Regions from separate parts of the Gossypium hirsutum genome. Here region 1 is linked to region 2. The links are chromatin contacts, called in public Hi-C maps. All regions are on one chromosome and are shown on one strand. Each heading gives the region's core, a stretch centred on a gene start, on an enhancer-like site or on the middle of the called end of the contact. The rest is flanking DNA. Distances are from core to core; before and after follow the strand shown.

Region 1 (5,232 bases), core at 207-2,706, 350 kb after region 2:
GAAGCAATAAGTTAACACCAAAAGGATGATGGCAGAGTTAATGCAAAAAGGATGAGTAGTACAGAATCCCCAGTGACTACATAACAACTTAAAATTACCTTTAAAGGAGTTCCACAAGCAACAAGGCGAACTTCATTATCGCGACAATAATTTAAAATGGGTTCATACTCCTGCCACCTTTGAGCTGACCAATGTGAAACATAAGATTTCAGTCCTTCTCCATCTATCCTGTCAACACAGAACTTTCAAAACTATAAGCCTTTTCAACACTTAAATACAGATGTTTCAATTTCTTTGCCGCAATAGATTGTCTCTATTTTTAACAATATACACACCAGGGTTCAAATAATGTGTTATGTGTGTGTAAATATGTATGATCAACTTTTAAGTTTTTCTACTAATAATATATGTTCAGTAATGCAACTATAATCATTCTGCCCGTACAATTTCGATTCAATCCAATACATCTATCATAATAATGGTTTTTCAACATATATATAACAATTGAAATTTTTACATTCAATAATTAGAAATTTTCAATTTACATGAAATCAGCATGTCAACATTTAACACGAATATGATTGCTGAATTAAACAGATATTAAGTGTGTAAACAATTATGAAATTATGTAAAACTAATTTACTTAGAGATGAAAAGTCATATATGTATTTAGAAAGAGAAGTCAATGCAATAGAAAGTAACCTTTTAGCCATAAACTGATCGAGTTGGTTTTGTAAATCGGAAGGAAAAGCTTCGAGAGCCAAAGCCAACGGCCTCTGGTTCTCAACGCAGCGTTTTTTCAAATTCTTAACAATCTCAAGCTCCAATTCTTTATCGTCTCTAATTGGAACTTGCTCAGCTTCTCCTAAATAAACAATCCTGGCATTCATCAACTTCTCCCACACTTTGCTCTTATCTTTCCCCACCGCCAACGGCTCCCCGATAGCTGTAGCGTCGTATATCCTCGCCGACACAAGCGCCTCCTCTACGACCACCTTAGGCGGAGGCGAAGTCACCGGAGAGGAAGGCAGCGTTATCTCCTCGGCCAAGGACTGGGATTGTTGTAGGAGGAGAGTGCCAGCGGCGGCGAGAAACGGAGTGAGGAGAACGGCGCGTCGAGAGACTGCGGAGGAGCGGCGGCGAGCATCGTGGGGGTTGTCGTGAGGGTGGAGAGAGAGAGTGAGGAGGCGAGTAAAGGAAGGGAGACGGCGTCGTATGAGAAGGTGAGGTGGGGATGAAGGATTAAAATTAGAGGTGATGATGTGAATGTGGGGTTTCATTTTTCTGATTTGGAGGAGGAGAGTGTCGATTAGTCGGAGTGGTACAACAACATTACATTACATACAAGGCTGGTGAGGAGAGGCTAGGAATCATTTGAGACTTTGGAAGTTTGTGTACGAGAATGAGACTCACACAACTTCCCCAAGTACCCAAACGAATAACCTATGGTGTTTTGAATGCCACGTAGGCTATGCATCTGCTACTCTTCTTTTCCCATATTATATGTCTTATATGGTAAAATTACAATAGAGGACCTTATATTAAGAGTTAAATTATTTAAAAATTAAGAAAATTAGTCTATACATGTTAAATTGGTCCTTATTGTTAAAATTTTTATCATTTATACGGTTAAAAACTAGTGTGTTGACGGAATAACAAAAAAGTGACATGTGGTATGTCACGTGTACCTAATTTTGATGTACAATGATCAATTTTTAACGGTAAAAATAAATAAAATTTTTAACCAACAGACCAGTTTACTATTTGATCTGACATACAAGAACTTATTTGCCCTTTTTTTTAGTAGAAGGGCAAAACGTAATCTAATTCTTAATACAAGGGTCTCTATAATACTTTTAACGTCTTATATCTATCTATTAATAAAATAATAAAAATAATAAATAACAAATTTTAGTACTCCATTTTAAAATTAAATAAACTTAAAAGGAATAGTAAAATTTGAAAGATTTTAAATTAAAATTAAAAATAAAATAGTAGATATCCTCAAGGTTCAAATTAATTTCATTTTTTTCAGAATAAGATATTACATATAACCAGCTACAGATAAACTTACATTTCTTTTATAAATAATAATAATAAGAATAATAATCAAATTGTATAATAAGAGAAATTAACATATAACCTAATAAGCTGAAGTGTCATCTTTTGTATTCTACTTTCTTCAAACCTATTCTCTCTCACTCCTTGCGTTTACTTCTCCGACTCTTTTTCTACTCTTTATCCTTGTTTACTCGTTTTATTCTCTTTTTCCTTCTTTTATCTTTTTTCTCTACAAAATGTCTTTGCTTTTGTCTTGTCTTGGCCCCGTGATAATAGAAGGCCATGAATAATGTGGTGAGCAACTCAAAATCAATAATCGTATTTCACAAGGTAATAATGTGTTCACAAAAAATTGACAAATTTAAAACCTTGTTTACAGCCAACGTATAGTTGCCGACAAGTAATATAACAAAACATTCGTCCACGAGTATTCTTATAAATGAAACCACCATGTTGAATGTTTTGATATAACAAATAGCCTTTACATTAAATATGGTGAGTGAAGTCTGCTCTCTAGCATGATTTTAGTCTGCCCTTGTTGACACAATTTTGTTTGTTTCATTTTCTGGTGTTTTATTATTTTTTTTGGTTTCTTTGATTATCGGTTTCGATTGGTGTTTCAATGGAAGATGATTTGGCGAATCTTTGCTTTTCAGACGAGGAAGAGGATGCTTTTTAGAAGGACGTAAAAGTGATGGAACGGGATATGGACTTTTCACTGGTTGGAACTGTTTGACCAATAGCGTGGTTCACTTTCCGTCTCTTCGGTATACCATGCCTGATTTATGGCACCCTATTGGAGGTATCGCTATAACTGATATAGGAGAGAAACATTATTTATTTAAGTTTTTTTCATGTGGTTGATATGAACAGAGTTTTAGACAGTCTACCGTGGGTTTTTAATAACCATTTGTTATTATTAAAACTAAGTAAAAATCACATTTTCGCTACCAAAATTAAAATTAAAAATTGTGAGTAATAAATAAATAATTAATTAATTAATTAAGCTTTTTTTAAGAAGTCATTGTTACTTTAGAAATTTAAACTAAAATATTTTTTTATAATTCGTCAGCTTTTCTAAAAATAGACTAATTTTTTTAAAAATAAATAAATATTTTAAATTGAATGTTTTATAAACTCTGATAATACTAAACTATTTCAGTGGTTAATATAATCTCTCAAATTTAAGTGTAACATCTAGAATGTTACAATCCTTACAATTCAAAGAGCTTAAAACTCTTTTCTTTCTTTTCTCGTATGCATGGACGAAGGTAGAAGATGATAATAGTGGTTCTTAGTTTTGTCTGTTTCTTCCCACTATCTTTTATCAATTAACTTAATTACTTTAATCAACTTATTTTTAATCAATGGTCTGTCGAAATTATTTTTAATTTTTGAAAAAAAGGGGATCGACTTTAAAACAAAGTATGGAGTCGCCACCAATCCTTTTTTGTTTAGGTGTGATCGAATCACCTAATAAAATATTTTATTTTATTAAAAAAATTAATTTTGGCCTACGAAATTCGAGAAAATAGGTTCGGGAGTTAGTTACATACGAGGAAAGATTAGCATTCTCGTTACGTCCAGAATTAGTACGAAATTGATTAAATTATGTCATTATGTCCAAGTTTTTATTTTAAAAAAATTGAAATATGATTCCTTTTAATACTTTTGGATAATTTGAAATGGACGTTAAAAATCTCTTGTTTCGAAGGGATATAATATTACATCCAGTACGTTAGGACATGATCTTTTAAACCCTCGAGACCATGATCAATTTCCGATTTCTAAAAGTTCGTACATTTGAAAATTACAAAAAGGATATTCAATTTATTGGTCCAACGAAAAATTGAAACCCAACACGTTAGGGCACGATTTCTCGAATTTCCAAATGTTGAATATTGCCTTGTTGGGGTTTAGGAAATATGGACGAAATTAAAAGGGATATTCGATTATTTAGACAAACGGAATTGAAACCCAGCACGTTAGGGCACAATTTCCCGCATTTCCAAAAATCAAATATTGCCTTTGTTTTAAAGTTTTAGAAAATACAGACCAAGTTTTAAAGGGGCATTTAATTATTTGGATAAACAGAAAATTGAAACCCAGCACATTAGGGTACAATTTCCGAAATTTCCAAACATCAAACATCGCCTTTGTTTCAAAGTCAGTTCAAAATTCATTAATTTGACTTGAAATAAAATGGAACAATTAATTTCAAATCGATAGGTTGAAAATTACAATGCGACAATTGCGAATGAAAGGCAAAACTATAAACATGGGACAATATACATGAATGATGTATCCTACTAATGAGTAAAAATAGTATAGACGTAAAGACAAAAAGTACAAATTTACAAACATACCATAACAATGAGCTCACATCCAAACATTAATAAAAAAAATAGTGAAAACTAGAAATGCAGCCAATTAAAGAAACATATTAAAATAAACTGCAGCAAGCTTTCAAACACAGATAGATAAAATTAAGAAAGTAACGCCAAAGACTAATTGACAACATGAAATAATAACATATAAAACAATATGAAAACCAAAAACACACATGATATACAAAACAGTATGAAAACTAGGAGTCAATACCAAATAATGCAAAAACTATATGAAAAAAACTTACAAATGAATAATATATCTTAGAATTTAAAAAAATTGCATATATATAAAAAGATAATATATAAATAATTACTAAAAATAAATGTTATAAAAAGAAGAAATTTGAATCAATTAATGCTCGAAATATTTTAAAAGGTGATACATCTATTTGAGGTCGACAATATACATACAATAAAAAAATTTAAATATCATATACAATATGAAAGGTTTTTAAATAACAAAAATATAAAATAAAATATATTTTATATACATAATGTTTTAAAATATATATATAAATTGATTTAAAAGAAATTATGTATATTAAGTAACATAGAATTAATAATATATATAGAATAAAAACTAACTTTATCATGAACTACATATGCATAATAATATATAAGAATATTTAAATAAAATATTATACAAAATTTTTAAAACAATACGATAAAAAAGCTTTAAAATAAATATATTATAAAAATACGGGTAAAAACTATTATGATAACTCAAAAGATATATACATTCATATATAAAAAATAAGTATTAAGTGAATCTAAAAATAAT
Region 2 (5,130 bases), core at 1,440-3,939:
ATAAAAATAATTAAAAGAATATGATTTTTTTTTTCATTTTATTCCTTCGATATGTAAGTCTTAGCTTGATAAAATTTTTTACGTGCTTTTAAATTTTCTTTTAATGATTTTGGAATACTTTGCTGATCGAAAGCATAGAATAATTGAATCCATTAGACTAGGCTATCTGCAAGTGAAGTGGGATGGTTAGACACTGTATATATATATATATTTGTGTAAAATTTCATTTTAGTAATTGATTAGTTTATTTTCTTGTATTATGCGGAGTAAGTTGTATATATTAAATTTATAATATTTTTATAATATTAGTTTTTTTTTAATTTTAGTAAATTTTAAAAAAACATTAATAAGTTGAAAAAGTAATTTCATTATAAAATATATATTTTTAAAAATATTTAACTAGAATAATTTATATTAATGTTATTTAATTTTAAAATAATATAAAAATTCATCATGATTTGAATATTAATATTAATAAGAATATATTCTAATATAATATTATTAATAATTTATTACAGGTTATTTGTTATAGATATATTGTTAATTTATTTTATTTTAATGTTAAAATTATCAATATTCAATTTTTGTAATTTTATATTTATCTTTGTTTTGCGCAATGATATAATTAACTTTTACTATATTTGAAAAATATAAATTTAATTTGATAAATGTTATTAATATGTGTCTTTTGATTTAAGTTTAATAAATTAATATTCATTAATTTTAATATTATAACATTAAAAATTAATTCAATTAGTCGATTAAGTCTTACCTTGATTGGCATTGACATTGTTTTCAATATAGGAGGATGTGGGTTCGAGTGCGTTGAAGCACGCTATCCTCCTATTTAAAGATTGGTAGAGGAGCTATGAATAGTTTTAATCAATGATACTTTGATTCTGTTATATTTGTAATAAATGATTTTGACAATTTTTAATAAATATATATATCAATATTCAAAATGAACTTGAACACCTATTTGTCAATGTTCATTTTGGACGAGCATATTTAAATCTTTTTTAATTTTTAAATATGTGTTGACGCAACATGCTTATTCACATGGTATAACACATGCCAATTTTTTATTGCTTCCATCAACCACATCGATGTCCATTAATAGTCAAACCGATCAACGCCACTTTTTGTTACTGAGATGGCCTAATTATTTTTTGTTGTTATTGAAGGCTTAATTAAGTGCACTTTTTCTCTAATAATTCAATTGATTTTTTTAAAATTTTTTTACTAAGGACTTTTTACTCCCTTTTGCCATATATATACTAATAATAAAACTCTTGATTGAGTTGGTGTCACAATTTAATCCCTTAATTAAATTTTTTTTTTAAAAAACAACAAATATTGTTATGAAGGCGATTCTTATTCAATATTTTTATTTATCTTTGAAAAATTAAACCGATTGTTCTTTTTTGAAGTACTTAATCATTTTTTTAAAACTATAAAAAATTAGAAAGTTGTGCAAAGAAAGCTTTCAAATACTTGAATTTGAATGTAATTACTTGTAATTACATATTTGTGGTATGTTTGGGTAATTATTGTAATTAGTTGATCTATTAAATTGAGTATAATTGAAGCACTCAAATTACATTATTCATTTCTTAAAAGGGAGGCTGAGAATTGATATAGTTATCCAAGTGATTATAACTAATTATACTCAAATTTAATTACAATAATTTAAATTTAAATTTAAGAATTTTTTTTATACAATAACAATAATATTTTAATTATATATTATTTTATTAATCTCATTTAAATAACACAAAAAAGTTATTGACATAAGATAATTTCACATATATTTAATTTACTAAGTATCTAACTAAATTACATCATACCTATTAATATAAATTGTTTATATTAATTTTAACTAAATTACATGTACTTATAGTTAATTATGTATATTTGGCCAATGGTCAACTGATGATGAGTATATGGTTAATATCAAAGATGGACTAACCTAATAAATATGGAATGTTAAAAGTAATTTGATAAAATTGTATAAAATGTTCATTTTCTAGTTAGCTTCATTAGTAATTTTATTGCCAAATGCTTTTTGGACTAACATGTTATATATGATTTGGTTTTAAATTTTTACTTGTTTAAAGAATTTTTTCTTAAGTATTATGGATAATTTTTTTTATAATAATCAATATTTTAAAATTTAAATTATATAATTATAATTTATACAATCAAACATATAAAAATTACGACATATTTATACTACATCAATTGAATTAAATTGAAATTCTTTATAATTAAAAAAAGTGTAATAATTACCCTAATATTTTAATCCAATTAATCTATAAATCTCTAATCACATATGAAAATAACTACTCACTTTGCATAAAAACTAATTAAAAATAAATAAATTTTCCGTCTGATACAAACTTAAAAAATCAATAATCAAAGCAAGTGAAAGATTTGCTTTTGACTAATTTGACTTTGTTAACGACGCCGTTGAAAGGAAAGCAGCACTCACCCGACATCCGCTCCACCCAAGGCTCCGATTCACTGGGCCCCGTTTAAATAAACAAACAAATAGGGAGGTCACTGTCCACCGCTTTATCAGGTCACTAAATCCCCACTTCTTACTCACCAACTCCACTCTCGACCACCTCCTCTCCCGGTCACCCTCCCCCTATCCATTAAAAATTTAAATGCAGCCCCCTCCCCCCTCCCATTCCTTCAATTTCGTGGCCAATCTTCCATGTATACCCTTCTTATTTTCACTTCCTTTCTCTCGATTGTTTGTTTCTTCTTCTCGCATTCTCTGCTGTTATCTCCCTACATTTTGGTACGGTTTCCAACTCAGTATCTGGGATTCTCTATCGTTCTTTTGGTTTTGAATTTTGTTTATGATTCCTTTAATTTAATTCTTATATGATTGTTGCAAAGTTGAATGATTTCTTGACCACTTCCTTCATTCTTTGCTTTTAAATATGCTTGTTTGGCGAGAAAATCTGGAAAAGGTCAAAGCAACTTGAATTTCAAATTAGATTTTCTTTTTCTTGATTTTTATGCTATGCAATGTTGGCATGACTCAGCCTGATATGAAATTTATTTGTTAACTCTTAACCATTGTTTATGTAATCTCGGTTAAACATTTTATAGTTCATTTCTTTTCTATTGCCAATCACAATAAGTTCCCTGCCCATGAAATCTTCATCATTTTAATAAATGCAATTTCTGGAAGTTATATATTTTTAAGAAATACTATTAGAATATACTTTCTGTTTTTTTTTCTCTCTTCTGCGTTAAATCCTGAAAATTAAATATTGATTTATTGCTAAAAGGTTGGAATCTATTTTTCCAAAATGAGCATTTTTTCTTTCTGATTTTTTGGCCGGAAATTGAGGAATTTGTAGGTTTTTTTTTTCCTGTTAAAAGAAATATTTAGTTTACTCCAAAGGTTTCCTTGTTATAAAATTTTATTTAAAAGTTTATTTCCCCTCTTCTGCTCATTTCATACTCCTTTCCCTATAAATATAAATTTACATATACATACATGCATATATACGTACATACTGATAGCTTTTCTCATACTTTTCTTTCAGTATCAAAGTTAGTCTACATTTTTTTAAAGAAAACTCTTCTGTTTCATTAATAACATGAACTGTTCTTTTTGGCTTATCTTATTTATTCCTTTTTCGGTTTCCTTATTCACGAGAAGTGTTGTTCGGACTTCTATATGTTCTATAGTTTGTTCTTCTGTTGGGTGTTGTTGTTGTTCTTGCATTTCCTTGACATATTTTAGATTTTTTTTCTTTACAGGTTGTGTTCTAACGAGTCCAATTGAAGTATGTGTGGCAACTTGGATACACCATCCTCATCTGAGGAAACCAAGACAATGGAATGTCTAACTGGAGCGGTAGGTAATAATTGTTCGTTCTCTGTTTTGCTTGAGTTTGCTGCTGATAATGATGTTGAGGGTTTTCAAAGATATATGATTGCAAGTGATGTTTCTTTGGTTGGTGAGGTTGGACTTTGGTATGGTTGCCGGAAGAGCTCCAAACAGATGGTCGTGGAGCAGAGAACTCCGTTAATGATTGCTGCTAGGTACGGTAGCGTCGATGTAGTGAAGTTAATTCTTTCCCTGTCAGAGGTAGATGTCAATCTCTCATGTGGCCCAGATAAGAGAACTGCTCTTCACTGTGCTGCTTCGGGCGGGTCTATTGGAGCTGTAGAGGTTGTCAAGTTGCTTTTACTTGCTGCTGCTGATCCTTGTGTCACTGATGCCTATGGCTGTCGCCCTTCTAATGTTATTGTTGCTCCTTGGAATATGCCCCAGATAAAAGTAGCCCTTGAAGAGCTCTTAAACAATCATGATCCTGTTTGTCTTGAGAAATTACATGATAGCGGTTCATCAGATGTAAAGATAACTGCAGTTACATGTAAGACCACTGATAATATTGTTTCTTCTGCTCAAGAGAAGGAGTACCCTGTTGATCCATCTTTTCCTGATATTAATAGCAGTATTTACAGCACTGATGAGTTTCGTATGTTCTCGTTTAAGATCCGGCCTTGTTCTCGAGCTTATTCCCATGATTGGACTGAGTGTCCTTTTGTGCACCCAGGTGAAAATGCTCGAAGAAGAGACCCAAGAAAGTTTCATTACAGTTGTGCACCATGTCCTGATTTTCGTAAAGGGAGCTGTAAGCAGGGAGATTTATGTGAATATGCTCATGGTGTTTTTGAATCCTGGCTGCACCCTGCCCAGTACAGAACTCGAATCTGCAAGGATGGCACAACGTGCCAACGTCGCGTCTGCTTCTTTGCTCATAGACCTGAGGAACTGCGACCACTTTATTTATCCTCTGGATTAGGCATTCAGTCTCCGCAATCTGCTGCCTCTTCTGTGATTACAATGGATAAGATAGGAATTCTGAACCTTTTGCCTGGTTCTCCGTCAGCTTTGACAGCAATATCAGTGTCTCCATTTTCTCCAGCCATGTCACCCTCTGCTAATGTTATTTCTCAAGCACCAACGGGTTGGCCTCAACATGTTCCAACTTTGCATCTGTCCGGAAGCAATCTTCAAGGAAGCCGTTTGAGGTCCTCCCTCAATGCAAAAGACATGTCAGCCATGGAACTTAACATGTCACGGGATTTTGAAGTGCA

The links. A called contact is a pair of places that touch in the nucleus more often than the background predicts.
Region 1: a contact with region 2 is called in a Hi-C map of leaf, with 1.6 times the contacts expected there. The contact joins the promoter of LOC107953083 here to the promoter of LOC107953076 in region 2. A contact is called at or near these places in 2 of 34 Hi-C or Micro-C datasets (both in leaf).

Annotation. Positions count from the first base shown.
Region 1 is chrA07:25,600,232-25,605,463 of Gossypium_hirsutum_v2.1, forward strand. LOC107953083 (protein RETICULATA-RELATED 5, chloroplastic) reads right to left here and starts at 1,457. Exons shown (of 7, transcript XM_016888306.2): 1 at 703-1,457; 2 at 99-228. The coding sequence starts at 1,280.
Region 2 is chrA07:25,248,154-25,253,283 of Gossypium_hirsutum_v2.1, forward strand. It overlaps LOC107953076 (zinc finger CCCH domain-containing protein 56), which reads left to right and starts at 2,690. Exons shown (of 3, transcript XM_041117852.1): 1 at 2,690-2,806; 2 at 3,784-5,130. The coding sequence starts at 3,812.